2 separate regions of the Macaca mulatta genome follow, and region 1 is linked to region 2. Evidence: chromatin contacts called from public Hi-C data. All regions are on one chromosome and are shown on one strand. Each heading gives the region's core, a stretch centred on a gene start, on an enhancer-like site or on the middle of the called end of the contact. The rest is flanking DNA. Distances are from core to core; before and after follow the strand shown. Region 1 holds the start of HSPH1 (heat shock protein family H (Hsp110) member 1). Region 2 holds the start of USPL1 (ubiquitin specific peptidase like 1).

Region 1 (3,302 bases), core at 394-2,893, 530 kb after region 2:
TTATTCTTTTACATACACTGTGCAAAATTAATTTTAAAAATACGGTTTACAATTCCTCACGAATGGCAAAGAGCAAAAACAAGAACGTTTACATATTTCGACAATGATCCCGGGCATTAAGGCCAACAATGTTAGCAACGGAGAGACTGGGTAAAAAGAGGTGGGCTGATCTTTCATAGGACTGCTTCCGTGGTCGCTAACAACAGTTCGCCTGCTCACTGGACAAGCAGCGACACAAGCTCTGGAAGCTTCCAATTCATTTCGAGATTCACAATGCGGAAGAAAAAGCCCGGCAGCCCGGCTCCGCGGTGCGCAAAGATATGCGCGGAGGGAGGAGGACAAGCTGGAGGCGGCTCAGCCAGCTCAGAAAGGCCGGGTGGGGATATGGGGGCGGCCGCGAAAGGCGCAGGCTGCAGCCTGCCAAGACAAGGGAGCGTAGTCGCGGGCTCTGCCGCAGCCCGACCCCCAGGAGGTTTTGAAATCCCCCAGTAGGAAGCCCGCACAAAGTGACGACCCGGTGTCTCCACTCTGGGACTCCTCTCGCCCCCGTGAATCCCTGAGACAATCCCTTCTCCAATTCGTGGTGGCAAGCCCCCCATCCCTCCTCTGGCCGGGTCGCTGGTCCCTAGTTCCACGGAGGGATGCGCCGCTGCCCAAACGCCTCCGTTTGCGGCGGAGATCGGTGTAGCCAACCAGCTTGGGGTCCCCACACTAAGAGCCCAGAACCTCCTCCCATCCACCCTCGCAGGCTCCCACTTACGGGGTGCACCGATCGCTGAACTCATTGGCGATGGTCTCGATGCCCCCGGCCCGGGCCACCGCGATGTAGCAGCTCTGCGATCCCACGTCCAAGCCCACCACCGACATGGCCGGCTCGCGGTCCGCCTCCGCCTCGGGTCTGGGTCTACGTCCTCCGGCCGCCTGCCTGCTCCTCCTGCCGCCGCTTTCTGCCCGGCCGCGTTCGGCTCCGACCCGCGGGGTCTGGCCGCTCCTCTGACACTCAGAAGGACACACGGACAGCCGGCCTGTCAGGCTCCTCCTACTCCCGGATGACAGCGGCGGCTGGCAGACGAGAAGCCCCGGGAGAAAGCCGGGCTCAGTCTCCGCGGGTCGCTCCGCACCTCCGGTTGCCTGCCTCTGCCGCAGCTCGCACACCGTCGCCGGGGCTGAACTACCGACCCAAAAGGGGAGGTCCCACTTCCTCAGCCTTATGTATCGCACTGATCAGAACTTTCCAGAATCTGCGGCATTTACTCACCGGCGCCTCCACCGGCCCCTCCACGTGCCACTTCCGCTTCCTTCTTCTCGAGCCTTCTGGAAAGATTCTACCCAATGGGCGGCCGGTCCCCCGAGAACGGCGGCCGTTGCCATGGCAGCGACAGGGCCGCTCCCGTGCCATTGGCTCAAGGCTGCCTCCGCCCACTCCCGCCCTAGCCGAAGGCATTTTGCTGCCCTAATAAAACAGGCAACGAAAAATGACTCCAAAACTCGGAATAATCACAATTTGCTACTGGGAGATGGTACCCGACCCTTAACTCTAAAGGGAGGCTGAACAGGCGGAGAGAGACCCCATTTTTGCAGAGACCCCAGACACCAGGATGGTGGGGAGGCCGGCCAGCTGTCCGGAGAGCATGTTGGGAATCGTAGTCTGGCCGGGAGAAGTGTGCGCCTTGCATGCTGGGATGTGTAGTCCTTGTCGCAGTGCTTGCTGGGACCCGGCTTTGTCTTCTGGGACTCGCGGGAGAGGCTGGGCTGGGTTCTGTCTGGCGCCTTTGCGCGGGTTCCCTGGCAATAAGCGTCATTTTGTTCGTTTGTTTTGTATTCACTTCTATTATTGTCTGGATTACCCGGACAACTGGTGCGTTACGACTTAGGAGAAGGAACACCAGTTTAAACCGCTTATAATAAAAGCAAAAGGGTTTTGTTAAGTGTTCTTGTATTCATCAGCCAGCAGGATGATCTTTTGTGGAGTAAAATGTCAGGTTTTTGTTTTTTTGGGTTTTTTTAAGCGATTTTTAGTTGTGACGTCATTTGGCAGGCTGTTCACAGTATCACTTTCTGCTTATTTTTAATACGTCTGATTTAAGCCGACGCTGTTCTACCCTGCCACTCCTAGTCATAAATTGGTGCTGTGTGTAAGTTTTGCTTCTTGTTTGATGTGAAGCGGTTTCTCTTTCTTTCCCTCAAAAGCGATGTCCCCGTAAACGTTTGTTCAGTGAAGAGACAGGGTAAGAAAAGGTGGAACTGTGTTGCTGATAACTATCAGGTCTTTTATACCCTTTTATGTCTTTTTAAGTTTGCTTCTGATCCCTGAGTTTACCTTATGTCAGGCACGTGGAAGTATAAGCACAGTTCAAGTGTGTTGTTGGATAAGCGTGTAATTGAATAAGGGGTTGTAACCTAAAGTTAGAAAAATCTAAAAGAGTGTGAGAATTCCTCCTTGTCCATCAAAACAAGTAGGTTAAGTCAGAGGCAGGTTTACAAAGGCCCAGGCTTATGTTACATGTAAATTGTGTGTGCTTTTGCTAGTTTTCTGGCCACTTAGGTGGCTTACTTAACATGCTTCAGTTAACTCACCTTTAAAATGGGAGCGATAACAGTTATCACAGGGTTGTGTTCTTAAATTTGGACATACAGTTAGCTGTAACTGTAAGTTATTTTTGTTATGCATCCCAAAAACTTGGTTTCTGTCCCCACCCCCCACCCACCAACTTTTTCTTGCATATCAAAACCTTGTAATAAAATCCATGGAGACATAGCAATTTTGAAGAGAAAGAACCTTTGAGATTATTTGGTCTGCTTCCCACATTTTAACTGCTGTATGAAGAGGAGACATGAACAGTTCTCAGTCTTTGGAGCCAGACAGATTTGGGTCAGGTTCAAATCCTTGGCACTCTACTAAGATGTTTTATATAAAGTACAGCTTGTAAGGGCACGAGGCCTCCTGGAATCAGACTTCATGGGCTTGAATCCTAGCTATTCTTATTTGTGAGCTGCGTGACCTTGCGATAATTACTAAGCCTTTCTATATTCCACCTCATAGTGTTTATGTAATGATGGAAACTGTATATAAAGCACTAAACAGATATCATTAGTAATATTACCTATGTACTGTCTGTAATCTTTGTCAAATTCCTCTTTGCCCTCTGTTTCCTCCACTGTAAAATGGAAGAAATACCTATTTTTGCTAGTTGGAAGGATTCAATATAAATGAAACATAGGGTATGGTGTTATCTAATAAATTGTAGTAATGGAAGTAATATCATTCAGTGAAAATACAAACTTTAATCTTGTACTGCTGT
Region 2 (3,453 bases), core at 396-2,895:
TTCTGTTACTAATTATTTTTCTGAAAAAGTATCAAATTTACACTAAAAGACTAAAATTCAACTTTGCAGACAACAATGTTTTAAAAAATATAATTCAGTTTGGTGATGTTATTTTGCAGTCTTACAATTTCAGCTATATTTTAACTGAACCAATTGTTTTGTTCAATTTATGAGTTAACACTCAGCTAGTCTGTTTTTTACAAATAGTGTATTCCATTCTAAAAATGGAAGTAGCAGTGGTGAGCAAGAAAACAACCCTCTGAGTTTTGGCTATTCAGGAGGAAGTACTACTTTCTCCAATTTTAATCACAATTCATAAAAACCTAACTAGCTAGATCTTAAATATACAAATACATTAATAATCTAGTAAAGCAACAGAAAAAGGTAAACTAACCAGCCTATTTTTGTCTGGAGAAACCCCAACAAACTCTGCTGGATTCCTTGGCCATTTGCATTCAGAAGTACCAAAAACTAAAATCCTTCTTACTAAATAATTTATTCTACACGAGACTTGTTTCCTCCATACCACCCTACCCAAATTATCAGCATTATTCCAGAATATAATCATTTAGTTTGAGACGACTAAAAAACCCCACACTCCAAAATACCAATTGTGGTTAGTCTGTAAAGAAATGGTCTGAAACTACAAAATGTTATCCTAGGACACATAACCAATCGACCAAAAGGACTTCTGGAATATGCTGCCCCCAAGATTTAGAATGCACAGGCAGAAATAGCATACGCGGTCACGATGTCCCTTAAGCCACATGACCTTCCTACGAAAGCAGAGGCTTAAACTTATCAAATGAGAATTCCCCCTTTCTCTGAAGTTAAAACAAGGCAGGGCAGCTGGAATTAGTGCAGCAGGGACAGAACGGCTGCTGACTAGTCAGAACGGGTCGTGGAATGCAAAGTCCCTGTGCTTTCGCTGCTCCCCTTACCGTGAGAAGATCTGGGAGGGAGGAAAGGAGGAGAAACACCCCAGAATCCTGGTAGAAAAGCCCCTGGCCTCGAAGATGGGCTCTAGGGAGACAGGGAGGGGCAGCTCCGTGTGTGATGACCCTTTGTGAACATGCACTCTGTGGCAGCTTCGGCTCCACCGAGGCTTTGGGAGAGCGGACTACGGATGCCCAGCGCGACCCAGCTGTGAAGGCCACGCCGGCGGAGAGGCTCCATGGCACCTCCGCCGGCTTCGGGAGCCCTTCCCTCTCCCACCTCCGCGGGTCACCCCAGGGCCCAGCGGCTCCCGATCACGCTCGCGCGGACCACGGAACAGCGACGCAGAAGCCGGTCTCTTTCCTCAGCGTAATCCCTCCGCAGCAGGCCGCGCACTAGTTTTAATCACGCCCCACCCCCTGGCCGCTGGCGCCACCTCCGCCACTCGGGCGCTTTCCAGCAGCTTCCAGAAACGTCGCCTCCCCAAACCCAGCCACTCACACATGGCGGGCTCAGCAACCACCGGCCCCGCCCCTGCTCGTCGCCGCAGTCGCAACTGCGTCTGCGGCCACAGGGCGGACAGCCACGCCTCTGCGGAGCGCGACCGGAAGTGCTCACGTCTTCACCTTCCCCGCCGCGCCTCCGTTCTTTCAGGCCCTGCGTGCAGCAGGAAGGAGGACTCTTTTGCCGCGGACTGAAGCCGGAAGCCGCCTTCCTAGTGGAAACGCGAGTGGGGGAGGAGCAGTCCGCGGGGAACGTGGGTTGAACGTTGCAACTAGGGTGGAAATCAAGCTGGAACAGGAGTTCCGATCGACCCGGTACCAAGAAGGGGAGTGCCCGCGGCAGGTAACGGAGAAGAGGGAGGGGTTTCTTTCCGCTCTCGAAATTGGGAAAAGAGACAGAGCTGTGATGACCTATGGGGTAGTCGGCGCGCTGAAAGGATGGGCTAGGCTGGGACGGGGTTCAAGTGGGAAAGATTGATGATTAAGGTATAGAGTTGGACTTACAGATCCGTTTGGGCTCAGAGAGGTGAACGCTGAAGAGAAACCAGAGTTTGTTTTCGTTTTCCAAGGAGCGTGGAGTTGGGCAGGGTTAACGGACCCTGCGCCTCTTGGGGCTTCTTAGGTTGGGTGTTGAAACTTCCCTCCTTTGGTCCTGTTCGTCTCTGATTCAAAATAGTTGGGTTTGGTACCAGACAGAGCTGGGTGCAGAAAGCCGACCCTGTTCTTCGGCTTCCAGGTGGGTTGTGGCCTCGCTCTTGACGGTTCACGTGCCGAGCCTACTCGCTCTCGGAAGGCAAGCTCAAATGGGTGGGTATAAGGCCCCCTCTTCGAACAGCTGTTTCCCTGGGTTTCTCCATTTTGCACACAGGAGTGTGAATTAAGTTTAATTGCATACTTGTTACGATTCCCAGGGCCAGCTTGACACGTTCATTGTGCTATATAACTGGGTTCATGCTTGGCTAATAATTCACATTAAGGCTTCTGGAGTATAAGTGGCCCACAGAAGTATGAAAAGTGGATATTAGAAGAAAGATGCTGGGGGTGAAGTAGAGCTGAGGAAAATAGAACTGGAAAGCTGGGTTGTTTTCACAGTACAGTGAGCTTTAGGTCATAGTACTACCTCTAGGTTATATTGGGCTGTTTTGACGGACTTTGCTGTAATCAGGCTGGAGTAAATAGAGAATTTTAAGCTAAGCATTGACAGGCTTAGACTTACCTTACAGGGACATCATTTTGACAGTGATATGGAAGGGAAAGAGGTAGAGATTTGAGACCTTTCCACAGAACTGTCCACAGAATTTGGTGACTTACTGTGAGGGAAATAAGGAATAGGGAACAACTCAGACTTTCTAGCCTGTGTGTTTCGAAGGATGGAGACGCCCACATTTAAGTGAGATATGGGAAGGAGGAGCAGATTGTTTTTGAAGGGAAGAAGAGCAGCTACTTAGGGTCAAATTAAGTTGTAAAATCCACCCCAGGATTTTGTATTTAAGTCGAAGTGAATTGTATTTGGAAGAAGACCTGGGGAGCTCACCTCTGGTATTTTTTTTATGTCCCCCATATGGACAAATAAACCTCTGGTAGTAAATGAATTGTCTTTTGGGGAATTCTATATATTCAGGATTTCAACCACCAGCCTGTCTTTTTCCTGCTGAAATGTTGGGTGACGGAATCAGGAGAGCAGTTTGGAGGCCCTTTATATTTTATAATTGAGAGAGACAAAGAGAAAACCGTTTGATTTGAAAAAGTTTTCTAGGTTCCCTCAGGTAGTTGGAAATTTTCATCAAAAACAGTTTATTCAAGGTACATAGCCTACTAGTTTCCTATTTGAGAGTACCGCAGAATGATACAACGTGTACTGCTTCTCTACGCAGAATGAAGTATCAAATTAGCACCAAATAGTAGCTTTGTCAGGTGCTAAACTTTTTACATCTTTATCTCATTTAATTCTTAGAAGAAACTAATTTTACAAGTAAGTTCCGGGACTAAGATCCGCAGGTACAAAGCCTGCAAA

Evidence for each region. Hi-C and Micro-C count contacts between places; a contact is called where the count stands out from the background.
Region 1: a Hi-C map of fetal cortical plate shows a contact between it and region 2, with 2.5 times the contacts expected there. The contact joins the promoter of HSPH1 here to the promoter of USPL1 in region 2. A contact is called at or near these places in 3 of 14 Hi-C or Micro-C datasets (fetal cortex germinal zone, fetal cortical plate and liver).

What each region holds. Positions count from the first base shown.
Region 1 is chr17:11,000,173-11,003,474 of T2T-MMU8v2.0, forward strand. HSPH1 (heat shock protein family H (Hsp110) member 1) reads right to left here and starts at 1,644. Exons shown (of 16, transcript XM_077974163.1): 1 at 1,259-1,644. The coding sequence starts at 1,371.
Region 2 is chr17:10,473,176-10,476,628 of T2T-MMU8v2.0, forward strand. USPL1 (ubiquitin specific peptidase like 1) reads left to right here and starts at 1,646. Exons shown (of 11, transcript XR_013407854.1): 1 at 1,646-1,782. It also overlaps a transcript of HMGB1 not described here.